Regions from separate parts of the Mus musculus genome. Here region 1 is linked to region 2. Evidence: chromatin contacts called from public Hi-C data. All regions are on one chromosome and are shown on one strand. Each heading gives the region's core, a stretch centred on a gene start, on an enhancer-like site or on the middle of the called end of the contact. The rest is flanking DNA. Distances are from core to core; before and after follow the strand shown.

What was found. A called contact is a pair of places that touch in the nucleus more often than the background predicts.
Region 1: a contact with region 2 is called in a Hi-C map of cortical neurons, with 2.3 times the contacts expected there. The contact joins two enhancer-like sites. A contact is called at or near these places in 2 of 484 Hi-C or Micro-C datasets (cortical neurons and nephron progenitors) and 1 of 115 datasets of contacts at active chromatin or transcription factors (neural progenitor cells).

Annotation. Positions count from the first base shown.
Region 1 is chr5:125,903,751-125,910,254 of GRCm38.p6, reverse strand. No RefSeq gene overlaps it. Among named protein-coding and RNA genes, the nearest start is that of Gm32986, 20 kb to the left of the region's middle. Within about 2 kb of position 2,839, at least 6 of the 459 cell types and tissues checked have an H3K27ac peak or open chromatin away from gene starts, as enhancers often do. A contact at or near this core is called in cortical neurons, where this site is marked.
Region 2 is chr5:125,702,774-125,709,035 of GRCm38.p6, reverse strand. The region is part of intron 4 of Tmem132b (transmembrane protein 132B); the gene reads right to left. Among named protein-coding and RNA genes, the nearest start is that of Gm32811, 58 kb to the left of the region's middle. Within about 2 kb of position 3,500, at least 41 of the 459 cell types and tissues checked have an H3K27ac peak or open chromatin away from gene starts, as enhancers often do. A contact at or near this core is called in cortical neurons, where this site is marked.

The DNA.
Region 1 (6,504 bases), core at 1,590-4,089, 200 kb before region 2:
TTAGAAAATTCTGTTTGCGTGTGTATATACATGTATGTGCATGTGTGTGACTATGTGAATGGTATGTGCACGTGTGTGCATGTGCGTGTATGCCTGTGTGTATGTGCATGTGTGTACACTTATGTGAGTGGATACGTATTCATGTGTATGTCTGTGTGTGCATTTGCATGGATACCTGTGTGCATCTGTGTATGCATGGCCATGTACATAGATGTGTACTCGTGTGCATTTGCATGTGTAGCACTTGTAAGCATCTGAAACTGAACCAGCATTTTTTTTTTCTCTACTTTGTTGAGATCTCACTTCTTTACGATGTCAATATCCAATATGGTCCCTGTAAAAGTGGTTATTGAACACTTGGGATGGGTCTGACCCAAATTGGGTCTCTATACGTATGTATTTCACACTGGGTTACTGAGATCTAAAATAAAAATGAAAAAAAGGAAGTTATATTTATATGATTACATGCTGAAATGAAACATTTAGCTATAGGTTTAAGTAGTATATATTAATAAAATCAATTTTACCTGTTTCTGTTTCTGTTTTTCTACTTATGTTTGTGACTCGCATTAGACAACACTGTTCCCCAAGAATGTGAACTTGTGAAGCAGAAATTGCATAGAAAACTCTTGTATCTCACATTTAAATTTCCAAGAAGGCAATTCAGATTGGCTTACAATCTGTTACGATTAGCTACTTAACTGCAGGCCTGATGACCCCACATGGTAGAAGGTGAGAACAGACTCTTGCAAGTTGTCCTCTGAGAGACACACACACACCACCACCACCACCACTACCACCACCACCACCATCACCACCACCACCACCACCAGCAACAGCAGCAGCAGCAGATACAATAAGAATATTTTTAAAATAAAAAATAAAATTTAAGCCATGGGGCCTCAGTTCTTGAAGACCCAACCAGACATTCTGATATCATTGTTTATCTGCCCCCCACCCCATCCCCATCTTAGCCACTAGCCAGTCATCTGAAAAATGATTATTCTAAGGTTAAGCAGGCTAGCTGGAGCTGCTTGGTTGCTTCTAGAAATGTGTGCTATTGTGTCTATGTTTTTAATGAATAAGTGGCAGCAACATATTTGTGTTGATACTTAAGCTTCCTTTTGATGAAGAAATTTCAAACTTCTTGAGGTAGATAGATATAACCACTTGTTTAATCTCAGGACAAAATGAGAAGCACATACTGACTGTTTCTGTCCTAGCTACTAGACAGAGCTGAAGAAAATACGCTGTATCTGCACCTCAGATACATTGCAACTAGGGTTAGAGCTGAGAGAAAGGTTATCACCCAGAGTTTGCAAGGCCCTGGAGTGACACCCAGTACAGCAACAAAAACATTCATCAAAAGGTAAGATGTTTCCTGCTCATTTTTATCCCTCTCTGAAACCCACAGAAGCTTAGAATCCTATTAATGAACCAAAGGTACAGAGTACAAAGAGATACAAATTGGGCTATAAGAATTTAATGAAATTTGAAGAAAGTCTATTTTCCCAGGTGGTCAGGATGAAGACCACTTGCTTCTTTTACAGAGGACCCAAATTCAGTTCTCAGCACCCACATAAGGAGGCACACAACCGCCTTTAACTCTTGCTTAAGGAGATCTGTCGCCCCCTTCTGGCCTCCATGAGAATCTACACATATACTTATACACATACACATACATACACATATACATAATTAAAAATAAAAATATAGCTTAAAATAAATATATACTTATATCCACAATAAAATCTACCACCCCACAGTGTAGTGGTCACTAATTTTAATATATCATTGAAGATGGCCAGAAAAGTTCCTACTGCCTTGTGTCTACTAAGGAGCAAGCATGTTTCCTTGTGTTCACCGGGGCAGAGCCTGGACCATATGCAAATGCATTGCCATTGTAACCAATCACACCTCGGTAGCAGAAGTGGAAACATGAAGGCCTTTTACTTTTATGATGTAAATACTCTCACCTCTTCGCTTTGAAGCCACTCATCTCTGTTGATTCTAATTCCCTTTTCCCCCCAGAGTGTTTCTAGTCTATTGTTAGATGTGAGCTTCACTGTTGCAGAGTGCCCAAGTTTGATGTGGTTATTAAAATGGTGCCGATATAAATTACCATAGCGACAAACACAAATTCATAGCCCAATTTATCCTGTGGGGGCTGAAGTCTTCTACAGCTCTTGGAAAAGTACAGAGCAGATGAAGCAAAGACTCAGAGGCTCAGATACCCATCATCGTTAACTGATAATAAAGCCCCGGCAGCCTCCAGTAATGGACAACACAAGCCATTTCTTCTGATGGCCTGAGTGTGAGCCCATCTTCACCTGTGTGGCATGTGTTTATGTCCATCATACACGGGCTACATTCTGATGACCTTGGAGAAGGAAATATCCCCACCACAGCAAAGGACTCTCTCTGTCTCTTTTACTTGTAATTATTTCAGGCTTGACTGATAGCCATGGGGTCTCTGTCCCTTAGTAATTAACATGAATCTAAACAGTAAAAAGGACAGACACCAAAAGAAGGACAGATCCCTTGCACCAGACAGCAAATACAGTGCTAAATATAGCTGAGGAAAATATATGGTTGGGGGGTGGGGGCTCTTCTCAGTCCCGTCCCTGTTTGACAGGCACATAGATCTCTTGTTGCTCCCTCATCCAAGTGCAGAAGTTAAAAATAAGAGGTAACACCTGTGTTCTTAAGCAGCATTCTCTGGTGACAACGGCTTTCAAGGGACCGGTGTATTTTTGGATAGGCACACTGAGACATCCCTTAAGCAAAAAAAAAAAAAAAAAAAAAATCCTCGGGAGGATTTAGGGTTGCTTCCAGCAGGAGAGCATTTGTGAGTTTATCCTTCCCTGTGTGTGATTGTGGACAATGTTAGAAGACAGATCCATCCCTGCATGTCCTTTTCCCAAGACTTTGTTCCATGGCTGAGGACTCTATGCCCTTAATATCAAACGCTAACGGGTCCCAAATAGTGAAAATCCCACCAATTCTCTAGGTGTGAATTTGAAGGGGGAAAAACTCATCTTTCTCCTATCAATGTTGGGAACTAAACACTATTTTTATTTATGTTTGTATGTGTGTGTGTGGGGGGGGGGTGCATGTGCAGGCACATGTGTGCGTATAGGTGTGCCTGTACATGTGTGTGTATAAGCATGTGGAGTCCCTAGGTTCGTGCCAAGTGCCTCTCTTGATCATTCTCCACCTTATACATTGAGGGATGGTCTCTCACTGAACATGGAGCACACGATTCTGACTTCTCTGGCAGCCAGGACTACAGGTGGACCACAACACCCACACGGCTTTTAAGCGGGTTCTAGGTTACCCATTCAGCACCCTCCCAGCCCTGGGAGAAAAAAAATTAGAAGTGTTGCCTGAAGGAGCCATACTTGCATTAGCTCAAAATAGTTTTTACTTCCTTATGTTGTTGGCACACTTTCAAACACTAGAGATTCATAATATAAACAATCCAACAAACGCTTTTGGAGAGATGGCTCAGCACTTAAGAGCACTAGCTGCCCTTTTGGAGGACCCAGGTTCAATTCCCAGGGCCCACATAGAGAGGCAGGGGAGAGAAAGGGGGAAAGAAAAGACAAAACTGAAAAATAAATATAGAATCCAAGCTGAAGGGCGAAGGGAAACGGACTCTGGCAGATGTCATGTAGAAAAAACACCTTAGATGCCAACCCAAACTGCAGTTAGAAATCAGCGAAGTTACAGGAGCCAAAAACCAAACACACAAAGGATGTTTGTTTCTGTGCATTAACTTGATCTATTGCAAAAAGAAATGAAGGAGACACTCCCATTTACAGTACCTTCAAAGAGGGGTAAATTTAACCAAACAGGGAAGAATTCATTGTGCCAAAAACAAAAACACTGGTGCAATTTTTTTTTCCTCATTTGAAAAACAGGGAGAAACATTTCATTCATTTGGAGGACTCCAATAAAGAGTTTATCAAGCACACACACATAGCGACTCTAAAAGGCTCTCGAAAGATACTGAACAAGTTATAATGTCAGCTGTTTCTCTCTCTCTCTTTTCTTTCTTTCTTCCTTCATTTCTTCCTTCCTTCCTTCCTTCCTTCCTTCCTTTCTTTCTTTCTTTCTTTCTTTCTTTCTCTCTCTCTCTCTCTCTCTCTTTCTTTCTTTCTTTCTTTCTTTCTTTCTTTCTTTCTTTCTTTCTTTCTTTCTTTCTTTCTTTTTTTCCAAGCCAGGTTTCTCCACCCAACCCTCACTCTGGCTCTGAAAGGTAGGGAGAGATCTAGAATTATAGCAACAATGAAACAAGAGCCTCAGAGAAGCAACTCTGAAATAAGAGTCCGAGAGATAAGAGAGGGCCTTCATTCTGCATCTGCTGAGACTGGTGATTCCCCCCTCCCTCACCAGTCATCTTGTAGGTTTTACATAAACCACAATGGCCACTATAAAGTGACATTTCAAGATCCAACCTTGGTCCAGGTAGGAAAAAGAAGGTTTCAGCTTTCTCCATTATACATCGACTCAAAATGAAGCACCTCAAGAAGCAAAGATAACATCAGCCACAATATAATTCTCCCTTTCTTGTGCAGAAGTATTGGAAATACCAATGGAGCAGGGGGGAGTAAGTTTGAGAATCTCATGCAGGGGAATGCTCCTTTTGATGGAGTATTTCCCTGCAGCTTGGAGGCAGGTGAAAATGTTTCCCTGGGAAAGAAAAATCAGTCTTTTTGATTTAAAGATGCATGGCTGGAGGGGCTGGGGATGTTTCTCTGTAGCTAGAATTCCTGCCTAGAACTGATGAAGCCCTAGGTTTGATCCCAGGCACCACATGCTCCTGGCATGGTGATGGAATCCCCATACTAAGAAGTGGAGGCAAGAGGATCAGGCTGGGCGTGGCGGTGAATACCTTTAATCTCATCAGAGGTAGGCAGATCTCTGTGAGTTTGAGGCCAGCTCCGCCTGCGAAGGTAGTTCAAGGACAGCTAGGGCTCTGTAGAGAGAGCCTGCATCAAAATAATAACAAGAACAAAAGGATCAGGATTGTTAAGGTCATCCTCAGCTGTATAATGAGTTTGAGGCCAGCCTGCGCTACATTAGTCTCTGTCTCCAAGAAAGAGAAGACAGAGTGGGGAAGAGGGGGGGGGGGAGGAGGAGGAGGAGGAGGAGGAAGAGGAGGAAGAGGAGGAAGAGGAGGGGGAGGAGGAAGGAGATGAGGACAGAGAGAAGGAGGGAGAGTAGGAGGGAGAACCTTGGGGCTTCTGAGATAGTAATAGGTTTTCATTAGACAGAGATGGGTAGAAAACAGGCTTGAAAGTCCAAAGACTATGGGCTGGAGGATTTTAGCATAAATACTTCCTTTTCAATGTCACAAGGCAGGATTTCTCTCCTTGCTCTTATTCAGGGCCAATCTGTCACCTGAGGTCTTATGTCATAATCCAATAGGGTGGCTCACCTTGATTTCAGCATGAAAAATGGCTTTTTCCACGCTGCCTCCCTAGAGAGGGAAATGGGTTTGAACTTGTGACATGCAACAGAGTAGTCATCTTGCTGAGTGATGGGGGATGGCAAAGGTTAGCGTGGGCGGTCAGAGCCTGTGCTTGCATTGACTCTGCAGGGACTTTATGGCTCCCCTCCAAACCTAGAGCATGCATATTCCTACCATGTGGGAAGCAATGTTGTATTTAAAAGCAGTTGGGTGGAAGTGAGTGTAGAGAGATTGCAAATGCAGAAAGAGGAGGCCCCGCCTGGAAAATCATTATCCACCTCTTCCCCTTTGGAGGGAGGAAAACATATCTTCAGTCTAGCAAGTGTTTGCAGCTCTACATGGAAACCGGGTGACGCTGTAAATAGGTTCTGGTTCGTTAAGGCTGACGCACAGTGATTGCAATTGATTAACAGAAGGCAGACATTTACAACAGTGTGGTCAATACAAGAAACGGGAAAAATTCTGAGCTTCCCATGGCAACATTTGGGATGTTTTATTGTACCAGAGGGCCTGGAGGTTCCTCCTTGGAGGCCTCGCTCTCCAGTTTTCCTGTCAAATTTTGGAACCGGCCACTAGGCATTGCTCCAATAACCTCTCTGTTGCTTAAGAGAGCCACACATGCCTCCTGCCACTTGGGCTGAAGAAGCTTAATTCAGACAGCACAGACATTCATCATCTGGTCAAGGGAAATAGATGCCCCGTTCTCAGAGCTCATTAGATATTTCAAGGTCCAAAAGAAAAAAAAAAATAAGATTCAGGAAAATGAATTATCAACATGCTGTAAAACTGGCCCTAAACCTTCGAAGAGCAAACGCAAACCGATCAAAGAAGCCAATTTTCTCCTGATAGCCTATTTGTCCGCCCAGTTCTTCCCTACTGTTGATGTTGAGTTGTTTGTTTTCTGGTTTTTCAAGACATGTTCTCACTGTGTTGCCCTGGCTGTCCTGGAACTCACTCTGTAGAACAGGCTGGCCTTGAACTCAAGGATGTGCCTGCCTCTGCCTTTCAAGTTCTGGGATTAAAGACAC
Region 2 (6,262 bases), core at 2,251-4,750:
ATTATGCCTTGGAGCATCTCCTTGCTGATTGATCCCTTTGGGGCTGACATTTATACCCTGGGCTGAGGGAAGATTCAATAACTCAACAAGCTGCATATCTTCCAGTTGGTCAGTAGCCATGCCGCCTGTTATCAAATACTTCCAATTTAATCACCTTGCTTAACTGCTCTAAGCAAAAAGCAAGGCACAAGGGGCCAGAGAGATGGCTCGGTGGTTAAGAGCACTGGCTGCTCTTTCATAGGTCCTGAGTTCTATTCCTAGCACTCACTCGGTGGCTCACTACCTGTAACCCCAGGTCCTGAGGTTCTGATGTCCTCTTCTGGTCTCCTCAAGCATCAGGCACAGAAGTGGCCTACACATGTACACGCAGAAAAAGCACCTTCATGCATAATATTTTTAATTAAATAATGATATGACTTTGGGCCATGACTAAAGATGTCTGGGGTGAACACTAAGCATCTATGGCTTCCTTCTACCTACGTCTTAAGGTACCAGGGGATTTCCATAACCCTTTCCACAGACAGGATAAAGAGGCAAATCTTACTGAAGGGCACATGGCTTCAGGAAAAAAAAAACAAAAAACAAAAACAAAAACAAAAACAAAACAAGGTCTGATTTGAACCGAGGAGGCTAGGGATGCGTGTGCGTGTGTGTGTGTGTGTGTGTGTGTGTGTGTGTGTGTGTGTGTGTGCGTGCGCACATTTGTGCACACAGTGTGCTGGTACCCATGTGTGCACATAAAGGCCAGACACTTCATCTAGTGTCTTTTTCTATACTTTACAACACTATGGTGTTGCTCTGTACATTTTTTTGAGAGAGGATAGCTCACTAAACCTGGGGCTCACAGATTCTGCTAGGCTCTCTGGTCAGTGAGCTCCGGGGATCCCCCCACCCCCACCCCTCTCTACTTCCTCCATCCTAGGATGACAGTGGTATGCACTGCTGCATCCAGTCGTCTATGTCCATTAGGAGATCTGAACCCAGGTCCTCACGCTTGCACAGTGAACATGGCACTGGCTGAGCCATGTCACCAGTCCCAACACCCATCTCCACGTGCTCCCACTGGGCGGGAACATGTTCTCCCCTCCCGGACCAGTGCAGAGTCTGTCAAAGCCATCTGCTGGTGATCAACCAACCCTATGCCATTTCTCAATGGGACTATCAGGCCTGGGAAGCCAGAAAAAAAATTTACCTATTCACAGCTCAAGCTGTAATCAACAACCCTGCCGATCTGTCAACAGCCAAGGGCTTTTTTTGTTGTTGTTGTTTCTCAAGAAAATCGTTGTCTCAAAACACAGTTTGCTGATTCTTTTGCTGCCTTTTAGGGAGCGTGAGGTGAGGATGTGATCCTGCACATAATCGCTCTGGCTTTCATCATTCAAGACCCATCACCCAAAAGAGCCGAACAATTCCAGAGCAGAAGTCTTTGAAGGATGTGCGTCTCGGTGGCTGTGTCTACGGGATAGGCCATAAATATTAATGGTATTGACAGAGCCTTTAAAGATTTGTCTTGTGTCTCTGCCATCGAAGTGCCTGGATTCTGCCATTTTGTGCCTCTGACTGACATCCTGGCTTGTCTCCAGAGCTTGCTTAGCTGGCTTAGGTTTGGGGGTTTGGTTTTTGGGGGGTTTTTTCCAACTCTTTTTGCCTTCAGGAACCATACACCGGCAAACGCTTTCTCAGGAAGGCACAGGGGACTCCACCAAACATCATGATGGCTCTTGCCATTGTTTCCAGTAGGCAACAGTTACCCTCTCCAAAGCAATCCTCTTGGATCGTTGTGTATTTAATGTATGCCAGGGCAGAGTAATAACTCAGTGTACTTGTGGGGCCTCTATGGCAAGAGGGGACACTTCCATCCGAATCTCGTTGGTGCCATGCCCTGGGACAAGGCCCTGCCATGTCTGTGCTGTATGGGTGGCACCCACTCTGCCATGTGCATGCAGAATGCAGAATTCGTAAGCATGTGCCTTCTGTTTGTAGCCACTTTTAAAGGGCATTCACTGAACACGCACAGTCCCTGACGACTAAAAACTGCTCATTTCAGCTTTGAGATTTTTGGGTCAATCAAGTGAGAGAGTGTGGGTGTGTCCAGGGCTGCCACTGTGTGCAACCGCATGCAGAGTCCCTCTGCTCTCCCCGATGTAGGAGAACCTAGAAGACAGACCTGCCTGCAGCTCATTTTAGGCACCAGCCACCAGCAGTGGGCATGGTCTCCTGCAGTGTCTCAGGCAGGCGTGGTTTAAGGAAAGAAGCATGCAGAATAGCTAAGACTTAGGATGTCATGGTTCCAGAAAGGTGAGTCAAAATAAACAATGTGAACTGCTGTTGTCTTGGTAGGCAGAGTGCAGCCCATACCATTATATGGTAAACAGAATGTATCCCATACCGCTGTGTGGCTGATTGCATATGCCATGGGAGCCTGTAAGACTTGGTGCCCAGAACCTCATTCCCTGCAGTCAGTGGTGGCATGCACTGGGCTGTAGCATATCTAAGCCCCAAGTTCAGAGCATGGGTGTTACAACCCTTGTCTCCTGTAGGTTGTTAAGTGACTCTAATGAGGTGACCGTCCAAAGCCACTGAAGTTGAAAGGATAAAATTTTTTTTCCTCCTTCAAAGATGCCTATGCCTTCATCTCAGGACATGCAGAAAGGATCATTGATGATGTGACTAAGTCAGGTTGCAGAGGTAAGGAATTGACCTCCTATCATTCAGGTGAAAAGGGTCTATACCTAAGGGAACGCTGGCAATGTGTGAGCTAGAAAGCACACCCTGGGTGAGGCTTTCTGCCTCCCCCAACTCCCACCACCACCCCATCACCCCCACCAAAAAAAAAAAAAAAAAAAAAAAAAAAAAAAAAAAAAAAACCTCCCAGAAAGCACTCAGCCCTGCCACAAGACCTTGATCTTATTATGTAAGGACCATTTCTGACTTCCAGAGCCTCGAGGTCAGTTCGTATTGTGAAAGCCACTCTACTGGAGGTCATTGGTTACAGCAGCAAGAGAAAACTGATAAAAAAAGAAGCCCCCTGAGCTGAGAGCCAATGTCAGCCAACCTATCCCACCTTCTTATGACCTCTCAGTCCCTAGCACTCTCCAGCTTCCCTCTGCATTGCAGCTGACTACTTAAATTGCCCTACTTAAGTTCTGCCTGAAGACATGTACCGTTCCCTCTGTCTGGAACGTTCTTCCTCCACAGGTTGTTATGGCTGCCTCTTTCATTTTCATCTAGTTCTCAGAGCAAGTGCTAAGGCCTTAGGAGGACTCCTTCCCCGTCCCTCCAGCACTGCTCAGCCTGTCCCCAGTCTCCGGCTTGCTCATCCAAGTCTCCTGGACACTCCTCACTTCTGAAATGAAGAGCTATCTGAATCTGTAAACTGTCAGGCTGAGGAGCCAGGACCCTGCCTGCCTTATTCATCACCATCCTCTGGGACAGTGCTTGGCACTGCCAGCACCCAAACGCCACTGGAAAGAAAGAGGCATTTGTGCCCAGGCCGTGTTGGAAGCGTTCAGCCAGCGTGACTGAAAGGGAGGCTGATTATCTCCTCGCAGCCTGTGCTCAGCCCGTGGTTCCAGTTGCCTAGAAACTCACTGAGTGTGTTCATTTTTTTTTCATTTCAACCTTTTTGAAAGATAATGTGTTTTTTATCTACATGTGCAGAGTTGGGGCTTTTTAGTTTTAAGGGCTGGAGTTGAATGGTGGGTTGCTGTCTTGAACTCCAAGCCACCCACAGGAACAAATCTCTATACTCAAAGCTCAGTAGCTGGACGGAAAACCCAAAAGGGGAACAGTGTGGAGGGGAAGGGGGAGCGTTCGCATTCAGGAAGGTTTAAAAGGAAGGGCAAGAAGAGAAATGGGCACATTTGTTAGCATCTCTGACCCATGAAGGAGGCAGAAAGCACTAATTACTACAGAAGGTGGTGTTAGCATCCAGGGCTGTGACCATCTCTGTGTGTGACGCCCCTGGGGGAGACTTCTATAGCTTGGGACCAACTGTGCTGATCTTCTAGATTTGAAGACATTAGACAGAATGGTCTCCAAGACCTACTGTATCCACCTCAAAATTCCCACCTGCTCCTGTTTCTCTCTATTTATCAGAAAGCAATCAATTCAGTGCACAGCGTATACTGTACAAGTGTTTGCTACATGGAGGTGAGCGAGTGAATGGATGGATCAATCAACTGACTGAGGGATATTGATGGATGGACCAATGGATGGATGGGCAGATGGATAAATGAATGGGCTGATGGAAAGATCAATAGATGGGTTGGCCTATAGTTGGATGGACAATGGATAATAGGTGGATGGATGGATCAACGGGCAGATTCATAAAGGAAATCAGATGAATCAATGGAGGGATGGATGATGGTTCAACGGAAGGAGAGCTGTATCAATCGGTGGATTTATGGAGAGATAAGTGGAGGATGATAGATCAGTGGATGAATGAACAGATGGATAGATGGGTGGGGGTGGGTCAATGGACAGATGGAAGGATATGGGGGTGGATGGATCTACAGATAAAATGATGACTGCATCTTTGGAGGAAGGAAGGAATCAATGGAGATGCAGATGGTCCATTGTAGGGATAAGTATATCATTCAACTGATGGATAGATAGAGGGGTGGGTGAATGGATGAATACGTGAATAGATGTATTAGAGGATGGATAAATAGGAGTGAGTGAATGGATGGATAGATGGATGGATGGACAGGTGGATGGATGAATGGACAGATAGGTGGATGGATGAATGAATGGAAAAAATGAATGAGTAAATTGTCACAGCCACTGCCCTTGGTAAAATCACTTCTTTGGACCATTGCACCAGCTCCACACTGGCTTCCCCACCTGAGGTCTCTTCTCAGTCCTCTCAGTGACACCCCCAAGGCTGTATATTTACCTAACATGAAGCCAAGACTTAAACACGACCAACAGGCAACCACAGTATCTAACCCAATTCAGGATCACAGACCCCTGCAGCAGTTCTCTTGAGTAAGCATGATTAAAGCCCCAGATAACACACCTTCTTGGAGGGTTCTGGGAGGGTTGAACACGAGGGCCTGTGGGTGGCAGATGCCACTGGCTGCTTACCCTGTCACAGACAAAGCTGGAAATACTTTCCCACATCCCTGTACTGAGAGATGGATATGCAGCCTGGTCCTGGGAGCAACAGGAGGGGACCTCCATTCCTCTGTGCCTATGTGTGAATGGTGAGAACTAGGTTGAGGGACAAGATATGGGGCCATGAAAGAGGCGCCCATGGAATCCCTCCTTTGCAGCCTATGGCCAATTTAAAGTGGGGCATATATATAGTCTCTAAGTCAAGGTGACTGGGGCTGGAACATCCCTAATCTATTCTCAACAGCTGGTGACACCAGGCTCTCTACTTCTGCTCCACCATCCCAAAATACCTACAGTTCCTCCCGAGGGACAGTAGTCTCATCCTTCACACCACTGTGCCAGGGACAGAAAGTCAGAACATCCATAACTGGTACCCAGAAGTTAATAGGGGGCAGTTCCTTCTCTCTCAGCAGACTTCCCCTGGGAGTTTATTAGCCAGAACACCATAAGATAGTCACTATAATAATCACCAGCAAATAGATGACACCCATTGATGGATTGGGTTAATCCATATATCATCCTGGGCTGGGGGTGGGGGAAGGGTCAGAACTGCTTAGCTAGTGGGCATATGGATTTAACCAGGCAAAGACTATGCTGGGGCCCTGTTAGCAAAAACGTTGGGAGGCAGGCAGTGGGAAGACTGACCTACAATGTCTCAGTGTTCTAGATGGAAACACTAGAACATGGCAGACATTACTGCCACTCCTACTCCACCTATGGCAGACATAGCTAAATGATCTCAGAACTCTCTCAGTGAGCCTCTGAACACGTCACTAAACAGTGATCCAAACAGCACAAACCAAAGAGAGTTATCAGGCGGGTTGGAATTGGGAAGAGACCTGTTAATCTTCTTGGTGACAAGAGCAATCCTGCTATATAAATTGATTCCCACCCATCCAATGGCTGTGCCTGGCTCCCTATGCATTGCATACTCCAGGAAGGTCGGGGAGACTCATGAGACTCGGGAAGCAAGCAAATGCCACATGTCTGGGAAAGCTGGAAGTAAAAGATTCAGGAGGAGCCCTCCCCAAGATTTAGAAGCAGTCAACACTCGCAAGAGGAACAGACTCTGGCCTGCTGAGCTGCCTGGGGGAGACTCTCAGAACTATCCAGCTGGCTGCAAGTCCTGCAGAGAGCTCCAGGG